Regions from separate parts of the Ovis aries genome. Here region 2 is linked to region 1. A link is a contact called in public Hi-C data. All regions are on one chromosome and are shown on one strand. The core of a region is the stretch at or near the end of the contact, and the rest is flanking DNA. Distances in the headings are between cores, read along the strand shown. Region 1 has its middle 340 kb from the start of TRNAG-UCC. Region 2 holds the start of ID2 (inhibitor of DNA binding 2).

Evidence for each region. A called contact is a pair of places that touch in the nucleus more often than the background predicts.
Region 2: a Hi-C map of liver shows a contact between it and region 1, with 4 times the contacts expected there. The contact joins the promoter of ID2 here to the enhancer-like site in region 1. A contact is called at or near these places in 5 of 16 Hi-C or Micro-C datasets (blood, liver, mixed tissues and 1 more).

The regions. Positions count from the first base shown.
Region 1 is chr3:17,402,486-17,409,671 of ARS-UI_Ramb_v3.0, reverse strand. No RefSeq gene overlaps it. Among named protein-coding and RNA genes, the nearest start is that of TRNAG-UCC, 340 kb to the left of the region's middle. Within about 2 kb of position 4,526, at least 14 of the 54 cell types and tissues checked have an H3K27ac peak or open chromatin away from gene starts, as enhancers often do. A contact at or near this core is called in liver, where this site is marked.
Region 2 is chr3:18,199,911-18,207,096 of ARS-UI_Ramb_v3.0, reverse strand. It overlaps ID2 (inhibitor of DNA binding 2), which reads right to left and starts at 4,761. Exons shown (of 3, transcript XM_004005671.4): 1 at 4,279-4,761; 2 at 3,901-3,964; 3 at 2,345-3,109. The coding sequence starts at 4,626. The coding sequence ends at 3,908. It overlaps LOC105607483 (a long non-coding RNA gene), which reads left to right and starts at 4,947. Exons shown (of 3, transcript XR_009599745.1): 1 at 4,947-7,186.

The DNA.
Region 1 (7,186 bases), core at 3,277-5,776:
TCTGCAAACAGTCAGGCCTGTGTGATATGTGTGTGTCTTCTGTTCAGGACATGTAAAAGAATAAGCATCCAAATGAGAAATGGAAGTCAGAAGTGATTACAACTATATATTTCCAGGGATTTACAGAGATCGTGGGAGGAATAAAGGGATTTCCATAGTATATGAGATGGGAAATTGGGCAGAATCTCTGGATCTTAAGAGCACTGGTGACCCCAGGTGACATCTGGTTCACATTTATTATATATATATCACTCAGTTGGTAAAGAATCTGCCTAAAATGCAGGAGACCCTGGTTCAGTTCCTGGGTTGGGAAGATCCCCTGGAGAAGGGAAAGGCTACCCACTCCAGTATTCTGACCTGGAGAATTCCATAGACTATACACAGTCCATGGGGTCGCAAAGAGTCTATATATATATCTCCTCTACCTCTCTGCAAGCTCTCTGGGGCCAGACTTGTCCAATGCCTTTTACCTCCTACTACAACTCCAGGCATAAAAATCAGTGAGGGCATGGATGGATGGATGAACAAATGACTAAATGAATTGAGCTGAGTCATTTATGTGGATATCAGTTGTTCCCATTCTATGGGAGTTTCACAGCACCAAAAACATATTGCATGTGTCTTGACCTCTCTGCTAAGAAAGGGAGAGTGTTTGGGGAGTTTAGGTATTAAACAGAATCGTTCTTTCTTGGTTATGTTTGCTTTGGTGGTCATTGTTGTTGTAATTATTTCCATTAGTCTGATTGACTTCTCTGAGTCGTCAGAACCAAACGTCTGCGTGAAATGTGGAGTGCTATCTCTGAGGTTGCAAGGAAAAAAGGCAAGTGGAAAATTATGACTTCTGGGGCCGGATGGATATAGGTTCAAATCCTAGCTCACAAATGCAATGTTGGGTAAGTTCCCTACTCTCTGAGCCTCTGCTTTTCTTTAAAAGAGGGAGAGAAAAGCTCACACTGCAGATTTTTAGGGCAGCTAAATTAAACGAGATGTTTACCGCCTTGTGAAAAGTATTTGATGCACAGAAGATGCTCAGGCCATTCTGGCTCCATCGTACGGACCTAGTGCTGCAGCTGTGAAAGAAAGTGAAAGTGAAGGCACTCAGTCGTGTCTGACTCTTTGCGGCCCCATGGTCTGTAGCCCACCAGGCTCCTCTGTCCATGGGATTCTCCAGGCAAGAATACTGGAGTGGATAGCCATTCCCTTCTCCAGGGTATCTCCCCAACCCAGGAATCGAACCCAAGTCTCCTGCGTTGCAGGCAGATTCTTTGTAAACTGGACTACCAGAGAAGCCCAGTGCTGCAGCTTGAAGTGAAGAAATCTCATCCCCAAGAACACAGTGGTCATCAACATAGAGTCATATTCATGTTCTTGTCTGAAAATGCATTGTTTTCACTGCCACCAGGAGATCATTTTCCATCTTCTCTTATTGCCATTTTAGTTAGCACCTGGACGAAAGACTGAAGTGACCCAGCTCTGATGCTTCTGTATAAGCAAACCATGTCTTTTCCAAACAGACAGACAGATGAAGAAATGTACATAATGAATTGTGTACATGTTAGAGTAATTTTGAAATTTGAGCCCTTTATAGATCAAAACAAACAAAAAGTACAAAGTGAATTGTACACAGGCTAGAGTAATTTTGAAATTTGAGCTCTTCATAGATCAAAGCAAACAAACAAAAAGTCCTCTTTCATTTTAAACTTTTTAAAAATTGGTCTGAGTTCCAGAATTGGGGAAGTGACACAGAGAGAGAAAACAAATGGGGTGACATTAACATTCTTAATGTTTTTCAGAATCCAAAACTGATTGAAAAATGTGTATTCATGATATTTAGGCTAAAAGTTAACTAGACAAAACAGAAAGTTAGCTAGGTAAACGTTGATACCATTCTAGACTTAATAGTAAGCTCGTGGAGGTCACAGCCATCCTGGATTAGGAGAGTGGTGAGACACGCAGACACAGGCTGAGTCACTGTGGTTGTTCCAAGCAGTCATTAACCCCTTAGAACTTAACACCCTGAGAATGTTTGCTGTGTTATGCTGTGGAAACACCGGGCACCTGGAATTCCAGGTTGGTGACCTGTTCCCGGAGGAGGTCTGGTTGTGGGTCTGATTTCACCAACCACAGGCTGCACAGGTTCTTCTGTCTCTGGGATCTGGGAACCAAGTTGAAGTTAAGGTGACACCACCCAGGTTGTGGGAGAGGCCACCTGGAACTAGGGAAGTGCCTGCAGCCTGGGAGGTCTGGCTGCATCACAGACACAGGTGGGAAGCTGTCACTCGGGATACCTGTGCTGTAAGCAGGAAGCGGTGGTTCTCACGAAGAAACCAGGTGATTCTCCTTATGACTGTTCACAAAAATCGGTGATGAGTTTGGTGCCAACTCAACAAGTCCCTGGGAAACCTATCCCCTCTTCCCTTAGCCATTCTCTCAAGATTTGGAAAGAAAGGCTCCTGAGACAATGGGTTTTAGTGATTTTTTTTTTCTATATCCTGTGACCTAACTCTGAGACACTGAGATAGTGAGTTGACTTTTTTTTTTAAATGAGTTTAAATTGAAGAAAACACCTCTGGCGCTCATATGATACATTTGCTGTTTGCTTTATCAGCAGTGTGATCACAGTCCTCTCCATTAAAAGCTTTAACTGGCTCTCCTTTATCTACAAATGATGCCCACATCCTTTCAAATGGTACTCAAGATGCTCCGTGGTCTGTTATCCAGCACCTTCTCAGTTGGATCTCTCTGTGTCTTCTCGCACCTCCCGTACACACATCATGCTGAATCACCCTTTCACAGTCACACTGTTTGTGCACAGATTCACAGGTTATCATTTGACCGCTTCATCTCCGTGTGCCTTCTCCCATCCATGCACACATCGTGCTGAATCACTCCGTCACGGTCAGACAGTTTGTCCATAGACACACAAATTATCATTTGAAAAGAGACAACTTCTCATCTGGAAACTTAACTCAGTATACTCCTGCTTGTGCTCCTTCCCTGACTTGCACACATAGAACCAGTCCCTCCGTCTTCTGTGTTAAAATTATCCCAGGTTCATAACATCTTTAACAGCACTTTTGCATTGTATCACAGCTAACACAGCAACTTCCTTCCTACCTTGTAGTTTACTTGAGGAGAGACAATCCATCCAACTGATGGTTAATGGGAGACTAATCCCATGGCTGGCACATAGAAGGCACTTACAAAAGTTTGTTGAATTAAGATAGAAAATTCCCCTTCAGTATACTATGTTTCATCATTAACAAAGTTGGAGCTTTATATGCAAAAAATAAAGAAGGAAGAAAATCGCAAAAGAACCAAGAAACAGATGCCTACAGCTGATTTAACTTGTTTATCGTCAGATCCTTTATTCCTGTTGTCAAACACCATGCATGTCTCCTAAAGAAGCATCATTTCAAAAAGCCATCCTTTCTCACCCAGAAGCACACCATTCTCTAGCTTCTGACTTATAAAAGGTGCTCATACATATTTTGCAGTGAATCTTGGGTGAGAACCCGAGAGTCAGAGCTGCTCAGTGTTCATGGCCGCGACCACGTGTGCTCCCTTACCCTGTACAACCTGCCTGCATTAACCCACTCCTTGGTGTAACAGAGTTAGAAAAGGACTCGGAGAACTGCAAGGGGCAGTCCAGGTGACTTAGAAAGTCCAAGATGATGGGTTCTTGCAAGTGTTTTACGAATACTATGTTTTGTTACACAGGGCACACTCACAAGCACATAGGAATAGCTACCATTTGCACAGCGTACCTCAAAGTAAACAAACATCTCCAAGAGACAGATTTTCCCCTTGTGTCAGAGAGGAGGAAACTGAGCCATGGAGAGGTTAAGGAGTGTGCCCAAGGGCACCATGGTTAGGAAGTGATGCAGCCTGGCTGCAGATTTGACTCATTCAAACTCTACATCTCAGCTTTTGACTCTGCCAAGCCAGGATACAAACATAAACCATCATGCCCCATTTTACCAGCTTAGTTGGAAAGCAGGCTAGTAGAAGAGGGTCCATGGGAAGCAAAATAAATGCTTTATTTTATTCTCTTCTTGAGGTAAAATAAAACTATGTAAACTCTTTGGTAGTCCACAAGGAGCTATATGCATTTATACACATAAATGTGAGCACATCTCCCGCAGTTGATGGTGTGGTTCTTGTTGATGCATGTTGAATATATTGGGGGCATCTATCTTGATTTAGGGGCACCCCAGGTGGCACTAGTGGTAAGGAATCCTCCTGCCAATGCAGGAGATTCGATCCCTGGATTCAGAAGATCCCCTGGAGGAGGAAATGGCAACCCTCTCCAGTATCCTTGCCTGAAAAATTCCTTGGGCAGAGAAGCCTGGCCGGCTACAGTCCGTGGGGTGGCGGAGTCAGACGTGACTCAGCAACTGAGCACGCATCTTGATCTAGATGTCTGAACACAAGCTATTAGTCTACACCACTCACATGTCACTCTGTCCTGCACACTCTCTCACTGACACACACTCTCACACATTCAGGCTGCGCTTCCCTCTCAGGGATGTTTGCTCAGAGGCTGGCTCTGGCCGCCTGCTGAGTCTCAGGGTGGGGCCCCTTGCACAGGTGTCAGCGTGGGTGGAAATTTATTTTCTAAACAAGTGAGAAAATGACAAAATGAACAGAAAAACCACAAAAGCGACTCTGTCAGATCTTGGTTTCCTCCCCCCAAAATTGTAGTCAGAAGAGGGAGGAAGTGAGTCTGTAAGGTGGTTTAAGGAATGGTTTGGGAGAGGGAAATGAATGGAGAAAAGAAAAAGTAATAATATCACTTGGCCACACTTTCCTCTTTGCACAAATGAGTCTAGCGGCTGTGAGCTCAGGAATGCATCTTCTGAGTTAGCTCACATTAGGAGACCCAAGATGCACCTCAGGGGGAGGTAAGAAGTCTGGTTTCGCCGTTTATATTGTCAAATTACTGATGGCTTTGCTTAAACCAGGTCCAAAGGCTACAACCTCAGACCTTGCCTGCACGCTTGTAGCCTCAGCTATTCTGAGTCATGGGACTTGGAAAGCATGGGCAACTCTTTCAGTTTTCATAGCCTCACTCCTGCGAGGCACATAGTTTAAGAGCCTGTTTGCTTTTTGCTTGTCAGCTACCATGCTGGGTTTGTGGGAGAGCTTCAGCCATCAGCCTGCTTTATAGGGAAGGCAGGGGCAGAAATGAGACTGAGGAACCCTGCCTGCTTAGGGTTTTCTTTAACACTCTGAAAGTCTTTTCTTCCTGCAAAATTTCAGTAACAATCTGTAATCAATTAGCTAACTAGCTCCCCCTTTTGAAACTTTTCTTTCGGATAAAAACTGCATAATGCTCCAAAGAGACGTCTAACATGCTTAGAATCAACTGTATCAGAAAAAAAAAGATGAAGGCGTTAAAATCTGTCCACATGTAATATCTGCAACCATGCCATTATTTTAATTAGGTTTTCAGCTCTTAGCTTTAGGTCTTCTTTATTGAAGGTACTTTGACACAGCCTAAATGGAAAGGAATCAGAGACACCTTCCTGTAGAGTTAACTTAAAGCCACCACTGGCTTAAAGAGTTTGGTAGGAAAAATGGTGAAACAAACCAAAAAATAAGAATTTGTATTACTGTCAGAAATGTAGACTCTTAACAGATGTCATACCACCTGCATTATTTATTTTGTATTGTTGTTTTATTTTTGTTTTGATCCAGATATTTTCTCCTTTCATCTTACACTGGAAACAAGAAGAGCTTTGGTTATCTTTACAGCTTCAAGCAAATAATCTGTTATGTGGTATATTATATAAATTTCAAAAACAAGCAATGTAGCCATTATGTGGTATACACACTTCAGATGATAACAGTAATAGCAGGGAGAGAAACTGAATGATAATGCATGTTGAAATATTAGGACGAGGCTTATACATTTTTTTTTGTAAATTTACTGTTTTCTTCACATTTTTTATTGAAGTTTGGTTCCTTTGCAATGATATCTGCTGTACAGCAGAATGAATCAGTTATATGTATGCATGTATCTTTTCTTTTCTAGATCTCCTTCCATTTGGATCACCGCAGAGCACTGCGTAGAGTTTCCTACTGCTACACAGTAGGTTCTCATTAGATACCTATTTTGTACATAGTGATATACATACATCAACCCCAATCTCCCAGTTCACCCCACTCCCTCCCTTCCTTGGTATCCATAAGTTTGTTCTCTACATCTGTATCTCTATTTCTGCCTTGCAAATAAGTTCATCTGCACCATTTTCCTAGAGCCAACGTATAAGAAATATTATATGATATTCGTTTTTCTCTAAGGCGTAAATGTCTTTAACGCAGGTGTCCTCAAGCTTGGCCATGTATTTGAATCCTGTGAAGAACTAACTTGTTGCTGATGCCTGGATCATTTTCCCCAGAGATTCTGATTTCCTGGTTCAGGGTGTGACCTGGTTGTTGGGAGTTTCAAAAGTTCTCTGATTCTCAAAGAGGCAGCCACCGGCCATTATTGAGAAGCTGTTTCAAGTGGACTAGTACCCAACCACATTTTCTCTGCCAACTTTATTGAGGAATAATTGACAGTGTGACTGTATACATGAACTTCTGACAATAAAGGCAAACACCTAGATTCCTCTTGCTCATCCTGGTCCCACTTTTACTCCAATGTGTCTTTCCAGGACTCCAGAATTTTGTCTCCGTCAGTGATGTGGTGTAAAACTCTGGATTTAGTTGGTACTGTATCGTGTTCTAGTCATTTCTCAAAGTGTGAGTGCTTCAGAATATCTATGCTATTTCAAGTCCTCTTCTTTGACATGATCTTCTCTTTACAAACTGAGCTTATCACTAGTGGATGAAGAAAAGTTTCCCCTCCCCTTCAGTTGGTCTAATATTCAAATCGACATGGAAGAGATCAACAGAAGAACCTTGAATTTATTTCCATTCATTCAAGACTCCCAAACACATGAGAGATACAGAGATAGAAAGAGGAAATGGGCCACATACGTCATCCTGAGCTCAGGAACGGGATGAGCCTGGGGCTGCCAAGGTCAGGAAGGTCATTTGCAGGATGACAAGAACAGATGACAGGTAGTTGGACGTATGTCCTGCCATACAGGTGGGGCCACTTAGATGAAATTTTTCTTAAGAATTATGGTAATAACTATTTTTTTTATCTGAGAAAAATTCCCAGTTTGAGTTCTTC
Region 2 (7,186 bases), core at 3,512-6,011, 800 kb before region 1:
GAAATCCCTAACAATGGAAGGGTTCTTCCTAGAATGATAAAGACTATATATTACAACAAAATCCTAGAGTCAGGTCATCCATAAGGGATGGAGGGTGACCTGTGCTCCAAGGGCCAGGATAGGATAAGAATACCCACTCTCACTCACCCCTATTCCTTTAACACAGCATTGAAGATTCTGGCTAAAGTGCTTAAATAATTCAGAAAAATAAATAAATAACATTCAGTTAAACAGAAGCTTAAGGTAAGAGAAGGGAGAACGTTCAGGCTTTCTTTGGACTTCACAATTCATTTTTCTCCACAATCCCCTTATCATCTATTTGAGGCCAAGGATCACATCTGATACTTTTTTAAAAAATCCAGGACCCCACCTGGTGTCAAGTTGGTGGTAGATACTAGTTTGCAAAAGGGATCTTATCCAAGTTATGAAGTAGTAAAGATGAAATGAGTCGCATGTGGAAACCACTGTACATGTGCTAGAGAAGTAAGCTTGCAGGACACCATCCTTCATTTTCAAAAGGCTGCATCTCCCTGATGCCAATTTCGCTTCTAAGCCTCAAAGCCCCCCGCCCGCGAACGGCCCTCCTCGAGGCGGCCACCAGGTGGCGCCCGGCCTCCACCGGCCGGACCCGGAAAGAACCACTGGGCTCCGACGCCCCAAGTCCCCTCGGAAGGGCTCCCGTTTCCCGGACGCGGCTGCTCCCTTAGGTCGTCGATCGAAAGGCGCGAACTGCCCGCGGCTCCCAGCGACCGTGCGGGCCCGGCTCGCCCCACGCTTCCCTCGCAAGGCCAGGGAGCCCTCGCGGGAGGTCCCCTCCGTCCAGGTCAGACACCGTCTCGGTCCGAGCCGACTGCGGGCGGGGCACCGAGCCTGGGGTCTGCGCCCCCCGCCACCCGGAGGGAAAGGACGCTGGTGGCCAGCGACCTGGCCTGGCGCTTCCCGCCCTCGCCGCTCCCGGGTGCAGCCCCACGCGGAGTGGCCGATCGTGCCGGGCGCTGGAAGGGCGGAGGACGGGTGGACCGACGGCCGGGGCCAGTCCTGAAGGGCGGCCACGGTCGGAATAACCGGTTCCGGACGGGGGCCGCCGCCGGAGCCTGCCTCCCCGGGGGTATGATGACCCACGACAACAGCGACGGCCCCTGGATCCAAGGACCGGCCCACCTGCGGGCGAAGATGCGGTCCGGGGGCGGGGACGATGCGCAGCGCGCGGGTGATGCGCAGAGCTGGCCCGGCCGGCTGCACGGGCCCCACCCCCGCCCTGGAAGGGTGCAGGAGCCCGGCGATGCTGGGACCGCCGGTGCCCCCGCCCCCGCCCCGCGCTTGGGCCGCGAAGGATTCAGCGTCTGGTCCGGAAACGCCGCAGCCGCCCGGGGCGGACTCGCCGGCGCCACCCTTACACCTGCTCGGCTAGGCCTGAGAAGGTGGCCCCAGGTGAGACCCCCTCCACCCCACGCCCCATCCTCACCGGCCCGTCCTCCCCGCTCCTTCTCCAGGTCCCGTCCACCCCGGACCGGCCTTCCTAGCATCCTACCCCCACCCTCAAGCCACACGACCCAGCGATAAAGTGTCTTCCAACGTGAGAAGGTAGTATCAATATACGGGGATACAGATGAACTGTAAACACGTACCTACACCAGTCCCAGAGTTGCCACGTGAGGGATGCGGTGGACACAGCAATCGGATCCTTCCCTGCGCAGTCCAGGCGCAGCCAAGGGTGAAGGGCGATTTAAAGATTTAAACAGAAATCTGTCTCGGAGCCCCGGGCAGGGCCCAAGCCTCCGCCCCAGGCTGGGTGAGCTACAGGTGCAGGAGGGAGCTCGCGGCCATATTACAGCTTCACCCCCAGGGCAAAGGGGCCTTAGGAGCAACGAGTAGCATGGAGGGTTATTTTTTTTCTTTTTGCCCCACCTCTAAATCTTAAAATCAGGTTCAGAAATTCTGTGGATTCTTTTCTTTCCTGATTAACAGCAGTTTCATTTGCTGCAGAAGTGTCTTATCCACTCAGACAGGTCGTCCTCCAGATTCCACATCTAAAGTGCTAGGAGGCCCCACCACAGTAACTCTTGGGTTGGAAACCCCACCCCAAGGCACAGAGCTACTTTTTCCTTGACAGACTAAAAGAAACTTCTGGGTTTACAGACTCCCCAGGACAGTCAGCTTCCCTAAAAAGCAGCAACAGCCCTTTACCCCAGAGTGCTAGCCCTGACCACACATCTGTCTGATAAGGGCCTTCTCTGCACTGCAGATTCCAAGCCTTAGGGGTGGTAGAAGCGATGAAGGAGGAGGGATTAAATAAAATGGCGAGATAGAGACAGAATCTTAAAAATCATTCAGAATTCAGGCATTGACTTCAGACATGTTTTATTATAATCTTATACAGTCTACATAAATTTGAACTTGTATTTATTTGGGTTCAGTTATAACATAGCATAATAAAAATCAAAGCACTGGTCCTCTGAAATAAAGCAGGCAATCACCATTCAATAAACACACTTGATTTATTTTGTATAAAAGGGTTAAGTTTACAACTAAACTTTTATAAAAAGTTTAGCATGAATAAGTACATCATTACACTTTGTATGCAGAAATGTACATTTCTGCCACTATACAAGAAAACTCTAATTAAAGAGTTCACAAGGTTTCACTCAATATATATATATATTTATATATAAATATATACACAGCATTCAGTAGGCTTGTGTCAAAAAGGTAATTTCTGACCAAAAGACTTCATTTAAGTAACTGAATACTGATCCTTCTGGTATTCACGCTCCACCTTTGAAAAAAGGCAAAGTCTGCTTAAATTGGGCAATTCCTTGTGATTTTAACGTTTTCGCTCCCCATGGTGGGAATAGTATATAAAGAAAACCTTCCAACTGCAGAAAGGGCATTTAAAAGTCTTTTTCATAAATAACTAATATCACAGTCCAGGTCAGAAAACACCCTGGGGAAGTTGATCATTCTTAAGTTTTCCTTCCATTTTTTTTTTAAAGGTCCATTCGACTTGTTGTCCTCCTTGTGAAATGGTTGAAAAATAAGTTCAGCGCCTTAAAAGAGCCTGTGGATTTGTTGTTGTTGTTGTGCAAAGGGAAAAAAAAATCATGAACACCTGCAAGAGATCGGGAGAGAAAGGACTGTTTAGGAGGTTTTAACCTAAGGGCAGAGACAGGCAGACTGGCGCCAGGAAGAAGCCGCAGTTTGAACATTTAACCAAACACTCAAACATTGGGCAAACCCTGGCGTCCAGATGCAGCGCACACACTCGGCCTGGACAGCGCAAATTAAACATTAAAATAGCAGAGACTCAGGGGAAAACTTCCCAACGCAATCTCCTATTTGGATCTCCAACGGCAGTCCTCACAGGCGCCAGTCTGCTTCTTGTAACAATTATTTGATTGAAAACAGCCCTTTAGTTAACAGATAGGGAAGTCGGAATCCCACATCACAGGGTCTGAGACACAGGGTAGCAATGCTCAACTAGCCGATCCCAGGGGGCTGGAGTTTTGGGGAAGGAGGATCCCTATGGAATTTGCGGTGATAAGATTAATTATATGGAGGTTAGTACCTCATAGTACCAGAGCAATAGCAGAAAACAGCCGGGGCATGTTACAGGCGCACAAGAAGCCAGTACGTATTCTCCTTCACCACCTTGGGAGTAAGTTACAGGCATTGATTTTTTCTTTTCTTTTTTTTTTTTAAGAAAACGTTCTGGGATTTTGAGTAACAGGAGCTAGATGGCTCTTCATGTCTAGTACGCGTAAACAATGTACTACGTGCAACACAACGAAGTACACGTTCATTTACCAAACCCCCAAATTTTACAGATACGCAAGTACCCACGCGCGCACACACACACTCCAAGCGCCAGTTCACCAACGGGGGACACAAGCAGACACTCACCATTTATTCAGCCACAGAGCGCTTTGCTGTCATTTGACATTAATTCAGAAGGGAATTCAGAAGCCTGCGAGAGAAAGGGGGGGAAAAGGCGCAAGACGTTAGACAACCTTAAGGAGAAAGAACCTCTTTTAAAAAAAAATAGTTTAATTTTGAACAGCAAGTTCCAAAAACCCACGTTTATGATGAATTCAGACTCAGAGGCATTCACATGTCATAACAATTTCACGCACACGACTCCTTCCACAGCAGATTTGTTTTTGTTTAAATGACTGTAACAGGCACAGTGATAAAGTTATTAGCCCGTCTGTAAGTCAGCGACTAGGGCCCGCCGCCTGACAACGGCTCTACCCGAGCATCGCTGGGGGGAGCGGGTCTTACCTGCAAGGACAGGATGCTGATGTCGGTGTTGAGGGTGGTGAGCGGCGTCCTGGACGCCTGGCTCTGCCCGGGTCGCTGGTGGTGCAGGCTAACGATGGTGGGGTGCGAGTCTAGCGCGATCTGCAAGTCCAAGATGTAGTCGATGACGTGCTGCAGGATTTCCATCTTGCTCACCTTCTTGTTTTGCGGGATGCTGGGGACCAGCTCCTTGAGCTTGGAGTAGCAGTCGTTCATGTTGTACAGCAGGCTCATCGGGTCGTCCACCGGGGTTTTGCTCCGGGAGATGCCCAGGCCGTGGTCCGAAAGGCTGTTTTTCCTAACGGACCTCACTGGACTGAAGGCTTTCATGCTGATAGCGGGGAAGGGAAGCGAAGCGATTGGGAGGAGGGAAGCGGGCTGCCCCGAAGCTCAGGCTGCCGCCGCCGCCGCTGCCGCCGCCTCCTGCGAAGCTCGCTGCGCTCGGCACCGCGCTCGGCTCAGAATGAAGCGGAGAGCCCGGCCCGGCGGCTTTTATACGCGCTCGCCGGGGCCACACGACCCGGCTTCCCCGCGACCCCATTGGTGGAAGGCGGCGCGTCCATCAGGCCGGGCGGGCGCGCCCATTGGCAGGTGCGGGCGCGAGGGGAGAGCTCCGTCCTTCCGCGTTCGCAGCCAATCGCCGTGGGGGTGGGCGGAACGGGCGCCAGCCCAGCTGAGGTGGTAAATAGAGTACTGTGAGCGCCGGGCCCAGGGGGACCTGGGGGTGGGCAGGGACCGGGGGACGGCCGAGCGACGGGAGCAGCGGGGCGCGGACGCGGTGGGGGCGGGGACACCCCGGGACCGTAAGTGGGCACCCCAATTCCAATCCCGATCACTAGGCGGGACCCTCCCCCTAAAGGTGCCCCCCGACGGAGGCTGCTACTCCTCCAAGCTTTCAGCATCACTAAGATCACAGCACCCCCGCGGAGTCTGCACGGCAGAAGGGGAAAGCCACCACGGTTCCCCGCTCCTCCCGGAAAGTCATCAAGACGTTATGGAAAGCATTTCCGAAAAAAGGGAAAACGCAAATAACTTTGCCATCGACAACTGATGTTTGTAGATTGAGATCGGCCTCTTAAGATCAGGAAAAGCTTTATGAAAACAAACCCCAAAACACCCACGCGCGCGCATTTCAACGACAGGTTTAAGTGTGGGATCGTGCAACCTGGAGCAACGCAGAAGGCAGTCTAGTAAACTCTGTGAAGTGAGTACTTACTGGATAACTGTGCTGATCGCTAAGGAGCTCGAGAAGTGCGGGACCCTTCCTGGGTTCCTTCTCTAACACTGGGAAGGGCTATTATAATAAAGCTATTAATCGGAAATCATTAGGAGTATTTGCATATTGAAGCTGTATTTACATACACTACCCTTGAGAGGCTGCTGGTCCGCTCTGCAGTGTCGGTGGCAAAGCAAGGTGACTAGCTATGCACACAACATGATTTCTGGTGTCACATTTCAGTGCCTGCTGTATTTTTAAAGTTTTGTACAGGTAGGTGGCCCTAGCCACGGTCAATATCTTCACACTGTTTTAAAAAAAATCTATAAGGTACCAGGTTGGGAATCTTCTTAGCACCAGTACTGGAGGCAGCTTCAGGTTGTGTCACCCGCCCTCATCTTTTTAAAAATTTTTCTGTCTAGAAATCTTTTAAGAACTACAGTTTGCAGTTCTTTACTCAAATCCTCTTCAGTGAATTCACACATAATTCTAACTTAACGGAAGACTACAGTAAGTTAGTTGTGTGTTTTAAACATTTTTCTAGAATACAATAAACTAGAAAGTCTGAAAAAGCATTCTATTTTTAAGTGTCTTGTTTACTTTATCTCAATCTGCATCTCCTCGGCCTTTAAGAAGGAAAAGGAGGGCAGAACTGGAGAAAAAGTAAAGCTTAATAATGGGGAAACAGTATATTTTTCTTCAGTTAATGATTAATTCCTCAGCTGGTGGACCAGCCGGTCTGGTCCTGGACACCAACTACAGCCATGTGCCTGCACTACAGCTGCTCTCGAGGGAGGAAAAGTTGGTGGCGCTAGGGTGGATATCACCTTCCGAAAATCCAGCCACCTCAGGTGGGAGCATAGAGGTGATGGTTTCCTGACCAGCAGAGAAATCTGCTCAGGGCCTGCCCAGCAAATGCTGCCTGCGACTTCTCTGCGCACAGCAGTGGAGTCCCCACCTCTCCTCTGATATTAAGTCTGGAAATGATTTCATCCTGAGTCCTCACAGTTCGAACCTTTTGATGTTCTTTGTGTGCATGTGTTTCCGTCACATACGTGCCACAGTGGAACAGATTTTGTTTTGACACTATTTTGGTTCATGATGTTATACTTTGACTATTTTACAATAATAGCCAATGTAAACAAACATCTTTGGGATTCTCAAATTATTACTTGTGATTCTTGGACATTGCAGCTCTGAGATACTGACGCATTCCTAGCTTTTTCCAAGGACACCGTATGTTAACATCCGTGCCAGCCTCATTATCCCTCCAGCCGGGCTCCGGGCTGCTTCCTAATGAGCCTTGTGCGGGATTACTTTGCACACTCGCAAAGTTGATTAAGGCACTGCCTTCTCCCAGGCTCATGTGTGTACCCTGATGCAGTAAAACTGCTAAATATGGTGAAAGTTTTCTGGTGTTTCTTCCTCTATCGGCCATGTCAGAGTCCAGTCAGCCTGGATGAGTGGAATTCGATTCGACTGGCAGGCCGACCAGTTCTACATTCATTTAAAGATCAACTTAAGGGGACTCTGAGGCTAAGCTCATGATTTTTTTTAAAGGCCTGAGTTCCTAGTACGTTCTGTCTCAGCAAGCCCAATTCGCCATTACCTTTAAAATTATGTTTTCATCGGGAAAATGGTGAGGTGGGTTACAAAAAAAAATCTGTCCCTTGG